3 separate regions of the Oryctolagus cuniculus genome follow, and regions 2 and 3 are each linked to region 1. The links are chromatin contacts, called in public Hi-C maps. All regions are on one chromosome and are shown on one strand. Each heading gives the region's core, a stretch centred on a gene start, on an enhancer-like site or on the middle of the called end of the contact. The rest is flanking DNA. Distances are from core to core; before and after follow the strand shown.

Region 1 (4,800 bases), core at 1,176-3,675:
ATGTGGGTGAGGGAATAAGAGAAGAAGTGTTTCTTTTTCCTTCTGTTATGAAAGTCATATATGTTTACTAGAAAGATTTCAGAAATATGGAGAATTTAAAGAAGAAAACAAAGATCATTATATAATCTTAACTTCTATTAATATCCTAACTTCTGTTAAGAGTATATTGTTGGATATAATTTAATAGGTTTATATACAAATAGTGATGACTAACATGTATATTTATTATGTAGATTGTATTATACATATATTTTAGCAGGCTTTTTTTTTTCTCATTTTTTATTCAAGAAGCAGAGAGATAGAGACAGACATACAAAGAGATCTTCCATCCAGTGGTTCACTTCCCAGATGTCTACAACATCTAGGACTGGGCCAGGCTGAAGCCAGAGTGCTTGGATCACAGTCTGAGTCTCCCACGTGGGTGACAGGCACCCAGTTACCTGAGCCATTATGCACTGCCTCCTAGGGTACATGTTCACGGGAAGCTTACGTCTCATGTCTGAGAGTGCTTGGATCACAGTCTGAGTCTCCCACGTGGGTGACAGGCACCCAGTTACCTGAGCCATTATGCACTGCCTCCTAGGGTACATGTTCACGGGAAGCTTACGTCTCATGTCTGAGTACCTAGGTTTGAGTCCAGACTCTGCTTCCAGTTCCCACTTCCTGTTAATGGAAACCCTGGGGGGTAAAGCAGGAATGGCTCAAGGAATTGAGTTCCTGCCACCCATGTGGGCAACCCAGATCAAGTTTGGGACTCCTGGCTTTGGCCTGTCCCAGTCTCAGCCCTAGCTATTGCAGGCATTTGGAAAGAATAACAGCAAATATCTGTCTGTCTGTCTCTCTCTCTCTCTCTCTCTCTCCCTCCCTCTGCCTTCCAAATAGACAGAAATAATTTTTTAAAACTTAAAAACTTTGGGGGTGGTGGGAAGAGAAAGAGAGAAACCATTTTTTGGGGGGGATGCAGTTTCATTAACCATGAAAGGAAACTGACTATCAACGAGAGTGGTTGGCACTGGAATACTTTATGGCATTCTTGACATATGTTTATCCATACCTCTTCTGCAAAAAAAAGAACAGCTGGTCTTGCTCATAGAGCTTTCAGGAAGGTAAAGTTCATTATTTTATTTTTAAAATGTTTTTTATATGAGAGGGAGAGACAAGAGTGCTCCCATCCACTGGCCTGCTCCCCAAATGTCTGCCAACAGCTGGGGCTAATCCAGCCTGAAGCTGGGACCTGGAAACTCAATCCAGGTAGCTCTTAATGGCAGAGTCCAATTATTGGAGCCATCACTGCTGCCTACAGGGTCTGCTCCAGCAAGAGGTTAGACTCAGGAGCTAGAGTTCAGAACTGAAACCCAGACACTCTTGATATGCTACACAGGCATCTTAACCAGCCTCTTAATGGGTAGACCAAATGCTTGTCCCATTATTTTTATTCTTATGGTTACTATTGCTTATATGTGTAATAATAGTTTGCATTTTAAAAAATATTTATTTATTTGAAAATCAAGATTTACAGAAAGAGGCAAGAGACAGAGATCTTCCACCTGGTTCATTCCCTGGGTTGCTGCAACAGCCAGCACTAGGCCAGGCTGAAACCAGGAGCCAGGAGCTTCTTCCAGGTCTCACATGTGGATAGCAAGGGCCCAAGGCACTTGGGCTGTCTTCCACTGCCTTCCCAGGCAGGAAGCTGGATCAGAAGTGGAGCAGCCAGGACATGAACTAGCACTCATATGGGATGCCAGTGTCACAGGCAGCAGCTTTACTATACCACGATGCCAGCCCCAATAGCTTACGTTTATATTGTGCTAAATATATTCAAGACACTGTCTTAGGCACCTCCATGCTGTACTGGTTAGGATAGACAAGAATGTGCTTCAGTAAAATATTAATGCTCAAATCTCTGTGGCTTTACATGGTCGAGGTTTATTTCCTCTTTGTATTAGGGAGAAGATCTGTTCCACATAGTAATGACAGCAACCTCAGTTCTTGTCTCACCTAGAAGAAGAATTTCCACACAGACGGGGATGGTGAGCAAGGCAAGATTTATTGAAAGTGAGGAACTTCCTGCAGCAGCAGTCAGGAGAGGAGCTCCAAGGGAGGAGTTGCCAAAGAAGCTTGCCAGTGTCTGCACTTTGTAAACATGAAATATCTGTCTGATTGGCCCCTTTCTGAAAACCAAACCTATATTTAACCAATCAGGAGAGGAGCAGAACAACAGCTAATCAGAAGGTGGGGATTACAATCCTGTCTAGCGTTGGTAACGCTAAGTGCCGTTAACTAACCTAACTGCCCGTTAGCCCATGTAACTCCTCACTTCCTCATCTCTTTCTGTTAACAGTGGCTCAGACACTTAAGCAGAGCAGATGGAGGCTTCTCCTTCTCAGTGGGGTTTTCCATAGCAGGGCAAGAGAGAGACCAGACAGTCACATGAAGACTTCTCACAGCTTCCCCAGAGGTTTTAGTTCATTGGTTTGAACTGTGTTGTGGCTCCACCTATGAGAGGAATTGTAGTGTTTGGGGAGAATTACTGTTCCTCCCTCATCCATATATGGCCTCCTTTACTTCTCACATCAGTCCTACTGGGTAATAACCATCATGTCCTTAGTTAACAGCTGAGGGAACTAGATCACAGAGTGTTAAGTAGCTACCAGAACCAACACATACGCCTCCTGAGAGGTAGAGACATTTTTCTATGGACATACTATGAATTTACTTTTAAGTTAGCTTAAATTAAAAGAGCAGCAAATAAAACAATGGCAAAGGTTTTACAGGCATAAGACAAACACTGTTGTAAGATCATCATTCACAGCCCTCTGTCCACGTGCTCTTCCTCCCAGAAGCCTACGGAACCCTAGGCCCAGATCTGGAGGTGGTTGTGAAAAGCAGTTGCAGGCTCTTTCCTTGACTCAGAGAATCTGGGAAACCCTCCCCCACTCCTTTGACCCCTTCCACTCGTCTTTGATTTACCATTTTTCATCCAGATTGTCCCATTCTGCCTAGCTGTTTCATACAAAATATTAGGTCTTGAATCGTTTTGACATTCTTCAGTATCACGTTGCCTCTGAGTCTCTGCTCACCTCCACGTGCTGGGGCCCTTAAGGCCAAGTGACCCCTTCCAGACCCAGACGGTTGGGAAGTCCTGCAGCCCAGCTGGGGCGCCTACTTCTGCTCTGACGTCAGCCAGTGCCAGGAACATAGATTGTACAAGCCACTTCGGTTCTTTCATCTGTGAACACCCTGCACAACAGTTGTCATGTCCTATGGGTCTGGTTCTTTCCTGCCTGGGAACAAGGGTATCGAAGTGTGAGACTGAAACTGTAATCCCATGCCTTGCTCTTTGATAAGAGTTTTGGGTTGAGAAGCACTGCATATTTCCCAGGGGGTTTTACAGTACACATGGGTCTGTTAAATTATTGGAGACATCCTGTAATAAAGATGCCTGACCAATTCAATGCTTTCTAACTTATTTCAACACAGACTTTCCTGTTGTATAAGAAACATTAACTTTCCGTGAAACCACTTTGAGAAATGTGATCTAGATGTTTTGCTGGATTGAGTGATCCATTTCATTTACTGTCTCTTTGTTCAACTTTATTGCAGTTCAGTTTTGCCCTTTTAGCATTTATTTCTAACTATATTTCAATATATAATTTCTAATGTTTTTCAAAGATGTATTTTATTTATTTGAAAGAGACAGTTACCAAAATAGACACACACACACACACACACACACACACAGAGGTCTTCCATCTGCTGGTTCACTCCCCAGATGGCTACAAAGGCTGGAGCTATGCTGATCCAAAACCAGGAGCCAGGAGCTTCTTCCAGGCCTCCCATGCAGGTGCAGGAGCCCAAGCGCTTGGGCCATCCTCTGCTGCTTTCCCAGGCCATAGCAGAGAGCTGGGTTGGAAGTGGAGTGGCTGGGACTCAAACTGGAGCCCATATGGGATGCCAATGCCTCAGGCCAGGGCTTTAATTCTAATTCTTTTTAGGGTGGCTCCTTTTTTACACCTTGCCTTTTTATTTTGTCCCCTCTGGTGCCTTTGATACCCTTAAGTTTAAACATGAAATAGCCTACCGATTCATTCGTGTACTAGCGTCTTACTATATCTTCCATTAACATTGAATGGGCTTTTTACTGAGTTACTGCCCCAGCTATGTGAAGCAATTAAAAAAATTGAAAGTTAAAAGAATGAGCAGAAGTAGCACAACTTTGAAGTCAGATATAACTGAGTTCGAGCTTCTGCTCTACCACTTCCCAGGTGAGGTCACCAGAGGCAGGTTCATTCATTCGTTCACTCAGTAATTCACCCAGGAAGGGGGAAGGCGGATATCAAGGACGGCTTTGAGGAAGAGGAACCCTTGAACTGAGCCATAAATAGGTAGTAGATGTTTATGAACCTATTCTCTCAGGCTACCAGAGACTATTTTCCTTAAATAGAAATATTAAGCAGCATTAAGGCAGTGGTTGACACACTTGATGGAGAGTCATACTTCAGTATTAAGACAAGAAAATACTTTATAAACTGTGTCTTAAACTGAGCCAGCATTAACCAAGTGTACCCCTTTGGTCCAAGTCAAGTCCTTTGCTAAAATTGACTGTCACTTCCTATTTAAGAGAATTGCTTGTACAGAATAGTTTAATAATTTACTTGACTTTATCTAAAGCACCACTTAATTTTACTGAGAATTAAAACTTCTTGCTTTTGGATTCTAACAAGTCGAGAAAGCTTTCATTTGGCTTCCTGGCAGCGGTTGGCATCACAAGCATAATATCTAAGAATATTCCTTTTCTGC
Region 2 (4,800 bases), core at 860-3,359, 250 kb before region 1:
AACTAAGACCTCTCAGAGAACAAACACGCTGGGGAAGCACTAAGGAGGGAGCAGTAATTAACTGGGACCATACCAATGAGACTACAGTTGCCTTGGCTGACAGTCTTAATTACTTACAGTTCTAACTTTCCAGAACCGTTAATAGAGGCATCTGATGTTTCTTCCATTTCATGCAGGGCTCCCGTGGTTTCCCCACCAAAGGAGAAGACACAGAAGCTGAGCGATGGAGTGAATCCCCCTGCCTTGGGTGAGGGCCAAAGCTGCAACCCACGTCTTCTGTGCCACTTCATTCATTCACGATGTCTTTACTGAGGGTCTGCAGTGGGCCAGCAGTGCTGTTGGCCTGGGACACAGGAGTGGAGACCGGCAAGGATCCTGTGGTAACGCAGTTTACGCATGGGACATGGGGGTGGGAGTGGGGTACGTGATGAATAAGCAGCCAAATAAATGGGCTAAGTTAAATAATGGCAAGAGCTGTGAAGTAATAGAACAGCGTAGGTGACATCGGGGAGGGATGCACATTCCAGAGACAAGCATAGCAAATGGCTGGGAAAAGCCCCTCGGAGGAACCGTGAGGTGTGTGCCAACAACAGTCACGAGGAAATTCTTCCAGGCAGAGGGACCGCAGCTGCAAAGGTCCTGGGGCAGAACCCTGGACTCCCAGTGCCCAGCCCAGACCTTGTCCTACTGCTTCTGACCACAGACAGTTGCAGAAGAGAGGCGAATCTGGGTCTGAACCTAACTGTCCCCTGCTTGGAAATGAGGAGCTGGTACCCAACTTTCAGTTCCTGGCTGGTTCATTTGAGCCTTCTGTTTTCAATCACAGTCATGTTGTTCCCTCTTCAAAGTCTGACTGGGTTTCGGAGGAATCTGAAACACTTAGAGCCAAACCACCAAGCCGCATCCCCAGGTAAAGCACCCCCAAAATGTGGCATTTCCGTGGGAAACCACAGTGATTCACTCGCACGGGCCATCCAGTCTGTCTGTGCAGAGGTTGACTGCTTTTCCCCAAGCTTCTGAAACCCAGCGTGATTTTCAAACACCCCCTGCCCCAGCCCCACGTCCTGACTCCCAGGTTCAGGGCAAACGCCCACATTTGCGGGAGTTTCAGATTTCACCAGAAGGGGGTCCGGCCCCAGCTACTAACCTTTTCCTCTGCAGAGAGCAGTTGCCGAAATGCTGCAAAGAAGAATAATCACCCAATCGTTAGGAGGAAACACCGCTGGCTGCCTCTGGCTCTGTAAGTTGGCACAGATAAGCCCGGGGCACACCCCACAAGTTAAAGTCCTCTTTTCTCTCGAGTCGCTGCACGGCAATAGCAAGAATAGCATGGCTAAACACTTGGTTTCCAAATCGAACCTCTGTCTTATTTGAGGACATTGAGGCTCGGAGAAGTGACTCAAGGTTACCACAGGGGGAAGAAAAAAGGTAGAGCCATCTGCATCCCGGATCAGGGACCCCAGCCCTCACGATGCTGTCCACACTACCACTACTTGTGCACCGGGCAACATGAAGAAAACTGCAGGGACAAAGCGAGGCGAAGTCATTTCTTTGATCAAAACTGGGGAGCAAACCTCACAGCACCGGAGTGAGGCTGAGGTCCTCTGGCGCTGTTCCGGCCTTGGACAGGCACCTCCCAAGGCCAAGGTTTTCCGGGGATAAATCCCACCCCTTCCACCGCCCGGCGAGGCGCAGGGAAGCCAGCGGGGGAGAGGGGACCCGGGGGCAGGACGCCCGCCGCCGCAGGGGAGCCGGAGACCCCGCGCGTCCCCAGCCGCTGCGGCCACTGCGCCCCGGTGCCTGCGTGCCGGCGGGCCAAGGGTTAAGTGAGGCGGGAGCCCCCGGCGCGGAGCGGCCCGGGCCGGGAATGCTTAGTCAGGATTCCGATTTCCTGTCGAAGTGTTTGGATTTCCTGAAACCCGCGCCCTCCGCCGCCGAGCGGGATCGTGCGAGCCGCTCGCGCCGCCGCCTCCTCCCCCTTGCACATGGTCGCCCGCCCCTTCCTGCGCCGCGCTCGGCTCCCGCGCCTCGCCTCGCCTCGCCGCCGCCGCGGGCGGCCACTCTGCGCTCGGGCAGCCCGGCCCGCGCCTCCCGCCCCGCCGGCTGTCCGCCGGCCGCAGCCCGGTTCCGACCCGAGAGCCGCGAACGCCCGGCCGAGGGCTGCCGGGGCGCGGGCGTGTGCGCCGCCGCTGGGGAGCCGGCGCCGAGCCCGCGATGGAATAATGCCCAGCCGCCCGCCCGGTCCCGGTGAGTTGCGGGCACCCGGGCGGGCTTGGCGGGGCCGGGCGGGCTGGCCCGCGGTCGCTTGACCCCGCGCTCGGCGGGGCCGGGCCGGGGCGCCGGGTGGGCTGGCGGGTCCTTTCCCGGAGAGGCGTCCCGCTCTGGCGGGGTCGGAGCGGGGAGGAGGGCAGTGTGCTGTGCGCACGGCCGCGCTCTGCAGGGCCGCCGAGGCCGCCCAGGGGCTCCGCGTCCCCGGCTCGGGAGAGGGGGCCTGGGCTGCGCGCGCGGGAGCCCCGGCTCTGCAGAGGCGCCGCGATGGGGGCGGGGGCCGCCCTGGGTGGCTGGGCGCCCCCTTCCTCGAGGGAGGCCGGGGCAGCGCGCCTGGCGCCGGGGACCCCGCCGTGGGGGCGCCCTCCGGCGCGGAGGCGCGGGCGCTTGGCCGCGGCATTGTCTCTCTGGCGTGGTCGGGAAAGTTCCCCGCCCGGACACGGCGCTGCCACGCAGGCCCTAGGCCACTTGCTCCAAACCAGAGAAAGGAAACGAAGGGAAAAGTGAGGGGAAATTTCCCCCGTGGGGCTCGGCGTCTCCTCGCGGGAAGTACAGGGTGGTGTGTTCCGCTTGGATCACTTGGGGGACCTGCTGCTTTTGCTGAAAGCAACAAGAAGTTTAAAAGAAAGAAACTCGCGGGCGTCCGGCGGCTTCTCCCGCACGCCCTAAGCGGTTTCTCCAGTCATGCAGCGGGCCCCGTGGGCCACTGCTGGCCGGCGTTAACTTGACCTCAGCCTTGGCTGTCCCTGTCAGGGGAACCCCGACTCCCTCTCCCTTGGCGCACCCTCCCCCACCAGGTCTGCCCAGCGGGGTTGTCTAGGCACAGTTGATTCTGGGATGACCACAGGACCGGGATTGTAAAACCACGTTTAGGCCGGCTGTATGTCTGTTGGACATACACCTCGCCCCGAGGCGTTCACGCTTGGCGATTTGAGGGCTGCTGGGTGGCAGGCGTTACGTCCAGTCTGGGGACGTCCATGCAACAGTCTGAACCTTGAGAACAACCGTGTCAGCTTCTTGTTGTTCCACAGATGAGGGCCAGGGAGCCGACCTGAGTTGCCTATGGCCACGGTCAATGGCTAGTGGGTGGCAAGGCCAGGACTGGTTTCTGAGTCTTGGAACCGAACCCTGTGCCTGCATCGCATTAAGGTCTGCAGCCATGGGCAGGATTGAACAGAGGTGCGTGCCTTGCCGCCCTCACCTGTGTGGCGCCTTCTGTTCTCTCTTACCTGTCCCTGCTGTTTGTGAGACGTTCCGTTATCTCAAAATTCGTATTTGAGGAGGAGGGTTAAAAAATTGCCCAACGCTTACTGTTCAACCTCCAGATGGACCTGAAATACAAATGGGTGGCTTATTACATGGGAAGTTACCTTTCTCCATCCCATTCTTTTGTGGAAAATTGAAAGCTCTCAAGTCCACAATAAGGGCGGTGTCGTAGCACGTAGCGTACCCTATGATGTTCTCTGGGGTTCATTTCCAGCACTCCTCTTTCTTGTGAGCTAAGCCATCCATCTATTTTTCTTCTCACGAGAGCGCTGATGGCTGGGTTTTTGTTTTTAGTAGGTGATCATGTTGAGAGAAAGGACTTTTTTTTTTTTTTTTTTGCAAGCTTGCCATTTGGTGAAAGAAATTGAAATTCACTCCACCTCTCCAGTCCTTACAAGCCGCACTGAGCCAGATTTTCACAATTGCTGTGAGCCTTGCAGACCAAGGATGGATGTGTGCATTCAGATCAAGTCCTGTGTGGAAGAAGGGAACTCGTGTTCGCTGGGGCAGCTGCTCCAGCATCGTCCCTATCGACTCATCCCTCGTGTTTGAGCGGATCCTACCCACCCCATCCCTCCTTGTTTCTGGACCTCACTTCTCTCCTGTCCACTATATCTGGCATGGGCTCAAGAATGAATGAATAATCTCCACACAGGCAATAGTGACAGTAACAGCTGGCATTTGTTGAGTAATTGCTGGATGCCCTAGACTCTTTTTAAGAAATACATATATTTATTTATTTGAAAGGCAGAGAGAGAGAGAGAGAGAGAGAGAGATTGATTGAGAGATTGAGAGATTGAGTTTCCATCCGCTGGTTCACTTCTCAGGTAGCTGCAATGGCTGAGGCTGGGCCAGGCAGAATTCAGGGGCCAGGAGCTTCTTCCTGGTTTGCTTTGTGGTTGCAGGTACCCAAGCATTTGGGCCATCTCCCGCTGCTTTCCCAGGCCCGTTAGCGGGGAGCTGGATTGGAAGAGGAGCAGCTGAGACTTGAACTGTCGCCCATGTGGGATGCCAGTGCCACAGGCAGCAGTTTTATCTGCTATAATGTAGCGCTGGCCCTTCCTTGCCCTAGGCTCTTAAAGAAGTCCCTTGGAGGAGAGGAACCCCTTTGAGAGGCGTGTCCAGAAAAGACTGCACTTTTCAGATTTATCTGGAATTGAGTCACTCTTCCTTGTGTCCAGTAAACATTTGCTAAGTGTCTGTCTCCCTGGAGGAGGCACCGGTCAGTCAGAGAGGAAGAGCATGGTGTTTCCAAGGCTTTCTCAT
Region 3 (4,800 bases), core at 1,090-3,589, 170 kb before region 1:
TATGTCCCAAATCAAGCTTTTGAGGAACGAGTGAGGACAAGTGGATGCCTGTTAATTTGTATACTGTTTTTTTTTTGTTTTTTTTTTTGTTTTTTTTTGTTTTTTTTTTTTTTTGACAGGCAGAGTGGACAGTGAGAGAGAGAGAGAGACAGAGAGAAAGGTCTTCCTTTGCCGTTGGTTCACCCTCCAATGGCCGCCGCGGCTGGCGCGCTGCGGCCGGCGCACCGCGCTGATCCGATGGCAGGAGCCAGGTGCTTTTCCTGGTCTCCCATGGGGTGCAGGGCCCAAGCACCTGGGCCATCCTCCACTGCACTCCCTGGCCACAGCAGAGGGCTGGCCTGGAAGAGGGGCAACCGGGACAGAATCCGGCGCCCCGACCGGGACTAGAACCCGGTGTGCTGGCGCCGCTAGGCGGAGGATTAGCCTAGTGAGCCGCGGCGCCGGCTGTATACTGTTTTTTAAGACTATCTCTCCAAGTAGGTTTCTCAGCACTTCATGTTGCTCTGGGAGGGTATTATCCATGTGCATTCATTCTCTTACAAGATGCCCACCTGCAGCATGGCCCCACCTAGGACACCAGTGAGCGCCTCACTGGACTTCCCAGGAGCACAGTGGGGCAGTCCTGGGAGATAAACTCCTCCCACTTTGAGCGGCACAAAGCACAGGATCTTGTCCATTGCCATTGAACTCCGTAACAGCCTCCTGGGCTGGGACCCTTATCTTTCCCTTCAAGTGAGGCAGCTGAGGGCTGAGGGCTGCCTGTCTGTGTGGCTCCCCTCCCTCATTCTTCTTGTTCGGCATGTCACCTTGTCAGAGAGGCCTGTCTGCACATTCCTTATCCTGTAGCAACTCCATCACTTGTGTTCTTATTTACTGCACGCTGCAGTGCGTATTTGCTGGTTGTCTGCTTCCGTACTCAGAGCAGTGACATTGTTGTGATTGGATTTCCAGGGTGCAAAGTAGGTGCTTGACTGTTGACTGTGCTGATGCATTTTGACAACCACCTGGCACCACGGTTGGGCCCAAGGCTAAGACAAGAACCCTGCCTTTGGCTAGTCGGTTGTAGCCAGGGGTGAGGACCTGAAGGGACACCGTACCGTACCGGATGGCAGAGCTCAACCCGGGGAGGCCACAGGGCCAGCCTTCAGCCCCAAGGGACTGCTGTCTTCTCTCCTGTTGGCTCCACTCACTGCTAAGCTTCCTAAGTGCCTAGCTTTTTTTTTTTTTTCCCCCTTTTCTTCGTTTTAAAATGAATTTCATCTGCAGTCAGTAGCGAGAAACTAAAAGGATTCTTGGGACTAAGTAGATTTAGTTTTAAAAAGCTGCAGGGCTGGAGCTGTAGCATAGCAGTAAAGCCGCTGCCTGCAGTGCCGGCATCCCATGTGGGTGCCGGTTTGAATCCCAGCTGCTCCACTTCCAATCCAGCTCTCTGCTTTGGCCTGGGAAAGTAGTAGAAGGTGACCCCAGTCCTTGGGCCCCTGCACCCGCGTGGGAGACCTGGAGGAAGCTCCTGGCCCCTCACTTCAGATTGGCGCAGTTCCCGCTGTTGCAGCCATTTAGGGAGTGAACCAGCAGACGGAAGGCCTCTCTCTCTGCCTCTATGTAACTCTTTCAAATAAAGATTTAAATAAAAAACATTTTTTAAAGCCGTCTGCTGGATGGCTCAGCCAGGAGTGCACTCATACTTTTTCCGCTGAAATCTGGCATCTGTTGAGCACCATTCGCGCCTCGGGGAATGCCTTTTACACCCCCTTGACATCGTCCTTCCTCCAGGTCTTAAAAAAAGGCGCAAATGAAAGATTACAAAAATTAAAACCACCTTTCATTTGCCTTCTCCCAGTAGTTTAGCGACCCAAGCACACTGCACGGGACTAGCCTTCCAGACGCGGTGCGCTCCCTGCGCCGGGAGAGCGAGCGGTCAGCTGCAAGCCCGAGCCGCCGAGCCGGCTCCCCGCCCCTGTGCCCCGCGCCCGGCCCGCGGCCCTCGCAGCAGGAGGCGGCTCTCGCGGCCTCGCTTCCTGCACCCACACGGGACTAAAAAAGAACACGCACAACTTTTTTCGGTCCCGCCACCCCCCCGGCAAAAACGCGTTAATGAGCCCTCTGAAGTCACCGCGCCGGGGGCGGCCGGCGACGGATCGCCGGGGACGCGGGCTTCCGGAGCCCCGCGACCCGCCGCGGCCGGAACGAGGCCCGCGAGGCGGCGCGCGCGGGGCGGGGGCGGGGGCGGGGGCGGGGGCGGGGGCCGGGCCGGGGGCGGCGCGCGGGCGGAGGGGCGGCGGCGCGTGCGCAGAGCACTTCCTTGTTTGTCCCCGTGACTGGAGCTGGAAGCGCCGCCCGCGGGAGTGCGCGCCCAGTCAGTCAGTCAGTCGGGCCCTCGCGGTCGCCTGTCAGATTGCCGAGGAGCTGGGCGAGCCGCCCGATCTGCCCCGCGCGCGCGACGCCCGCCGATCCCCGACCCCTCTCCCGCCGCCGTCGCCGGCATGAGCAGAGGGAGGCGGGTCCCTGAGAGCCCCCTGCCTCGCGCGTGGCTCGGAGTTTGAAGGGCCCCGCGCCGATCTCCGCCGCTCTCCTAAACCCCCGCCGGACTTTTCTTGCCTCCGCCTCCGGGGACGCAGGCCGGGCGCCGGCGGCGGGCTGCGGGCTGCGGCGGGGCGTTCATGAGCCGCCGGGCGGCCCGCGGCCCCGGGAGCCTGCGCCGTGACTCACCCCGCGCCCCCGCTTGTGTCTCGACCCCCCCGGCAGGATGCCGGACCAGATCTCCGTGTCCGAGTTCATCGCCGAGACCACCGAGGACTACAACTCGCCCACCACGTCCAGCTTCACCACGCGGCTGCACAACTGCAGGAACACAGTCACGCTGCTGGAGGAGGTAGGTCGGGCCGGGGGACGCTCGCGGTCCCCGCCGGCCGCTGCAGGCTGGCTCTGCTCTCCCAGCCTGGGTGCCGGGGGAGCCACGCCCCTCTGGGACCCCCCCCCCGCCCTTGTCCGAGTGAACCGGGGGCTTCAGACGTGCAGGTCCCTCCCCACCCTAGGTGCGCAGCCTTGCCGGGGTCCTGCGAGTGTCCAGGCCCGGGCACTGGCCGCGGGGAGAGGACTGAGCGAGCCCTGGACATTCCGAGGGTCGCGGAAGGGGGAAGTCCTCTCCCGATCTTGCACACTGCCCGAGGGTCTGGCAGTCTGTTGGGCGCTTCCACATGGTCGTAACCCTCCTACAACCCGCCAAGTAGGTAGCATCAGGCCACCGAGGGCAGAGAGGCGAAGCGGCGTGGCCAAGGTCACTAGCAAGGGACTGGGAGACGGGCAGCGAATGCGCCTTTCCACGGCCCAGCCGCGCCCGCAGACCCAGCTGCAGAGATAAGGGCCGGTGGAAAAATCCCAAAGGAATGAGGAGCTCAGGCTGGGATTTTCTCCGCCCCAGGACTCCTCCTCGCTAGTCCTTACTGCGAACAGCGCAGGTGAAAAGAGGTGCGTACGCAGAGATCCCCACCTGGAGACTGCTGGGTCTCTGGGCTGCTGCTCGGGCAGGACTTGCCCGCAGGGCTCTAGCAGGCTGTGGAGGGAGGTCTGGATGAGCTGACCAAACCGGGAGTAGCGAGGCCTAAGGCTGCAGAAAGAACTGGACCACCCTGCACGAAAGCAGTGGGGTGTTTGGGGGCTGGGCCAAGGGCAAAGCCATTCCTTTAAAATTTTAAGTGAATTAACAGGGTGGGATGAAAGGTTAGGTAAGGAGGAAACCACAAACCCAGAATTACAGAAGCCTCTGGAAACTCAATTCAAAATAGGGCATTTGCCCTGGAACTCAAGACCCCATCAAGCAGCACCCACTCACCCCCAGCAAGCAGAGCTATCCCACCTGTAAAAGGCAGCACTGGGCGGAAGTTAGGAAGGGGCGTGGATTTCTTCCGGTGGGTTATTGTGTTGTGTGAGGTTTGGAGAAGCACTTTCCAATTTCAGCCCTTTATGGACAGCCCTCCATATCCTTGGGATGCTTGGGTTTCTGTAGGCAAATCGCTGTTGATGTGGGTTTTGATACCTAACGCTTGGACACATGCAGAGCTGATAGAAGGAAGCATGAGGGTCCTAAATGTTGGCAGGGGAGAGAATTCTGTTAGTGCTGGATCGGGTCTTGCCTGCCTTCCTCGTGCTGTGAGCCACTCTGAATGTTTTACTCTGCTTGGGGATGCTTCTAGAGATCTCTTTGGAGTCAGTGGTGGGTGAGTGAAGTGAATTTTGAAGTGGTTGGAGAAATGCCGCCTAACTAGGTTTTGTTTGAAAGCCAGAAGTAAATGGATTTTTTTTTTTGTCTTTATAATTGTCAGTCTGTTGCTCTGAGCCTACTGCTGTCTTAAATTAAACAGAGTTGCCAGGTATTCAGCCCCATTATTGGTCTGTCCTTCACTTAATTGTAGTAAATTGGAACTTACTGACCTGGCGCATTTTCCATCCTTTTTCTATATTAATAGTGTATGACTCTAAAAGATGTGACATTGATTAGACTGAGCGTTTATTTTCTTTCTAGGTAAGTTCTTCATTGCCTGCTAATAGAGCTGCCAGTTAGTTTAACTTTCTGTTTCTGCACGTTCAGATAGTGTTAATGTATTTTGCAGGGTGTGATAAGGGTATTTGGTGATGCTAGGTGTTAGGAGAATGTGTGCATATTTTGCAGCAATTCCTAGGTCAGGGTTAGTGATAAATGACACGCACCTGCTATTGATCTTGCTAAACATAAGAGTAAATGCAACAGATTTGTGTATGTGTCAGTGTGGAGAGCAGAGAAGGAGGAAAATTCTGTTTAGC

The links. Hi-C and Micro-C count contacts between places; a contact is called where the count stands out from the background.
Region 2: a Hi-C map of an unstated tissue shows a contact between it and region 1, with 2.0 times the contacts expected there. The contact joins the promoter of ASAP1 here to the enhancer-like site in region 1. A contact is called at or near these places in 2 of 6 Hi-C or Micro-C datasets (ear pinna and an unstated tissue).
Region 3: a contact with region 1 is called in a Hi-C map of embryonic fibroblasts, with 2.7 times the contacts expected there. The contact joins two enhancer-like sites. A contact is called at or near these places in 5 of 6 Hi-C or Micro-C datasets (ear pinna, embryonic fibroblasts, psoas muscle and 2 more).

The regions. Positions count from the first base shown.
Region 1 is chr6:155,847,251-155,852,050 of mOryCun1.1, reverse strand. All of the region lies in intron 5 of ASAP1 (ArfGAP with SH3 domain, ankyrin repeat and PH domain 1), which reads left to right. Among named protein-coding and RNA genes, the nearest start is that of CYRIB, 150 kb to the right of the region's middle. Within about 2 kb of position 2,425, at least 1 of the 8 cell types and tissues checked has an H3K27ac peak or open chromatin away from gene starts, as enhancers often do.
Region 2 is chr6:156,098,622-156,103,421 of mOryCun1.1, reverse strand. ASAP1 (ArfGAP with SH3 domain, ankyrin repeat and PH domain 1) reads left to right here and starts at 2,109. Exons shown (of 29, transcript XM_051844826.2): 1 at 2,109-2,247. LOC127490767 (a long non-coding RNA gene) reads right to left here and starts at 1,776. Exons shown (of 3, transcript XR_007919181.2): 1 at 1,148-1,776; 2 at 118-375.
Region 3 is chr6:156,015,595-156,020,394 of mOryCun1.1, reverse strand. ASAP1 (ArfGAP with SH3 domain, ankyrin repeat and PH domain 1) reads left to right here. Exons shown (of 29, transcript XM_051844826.2): 3 at 2,746-2,872. Among named protein-coding and RNA genes, the nearest start is that of ASAP1, 83 kb to the left of the region's middle. Within about 2 kb of position 2,339, at least 6 of the 8 cell types and tissues checked have an H3K27ac peak or open chromatin away from gene starts, as enhancers often do.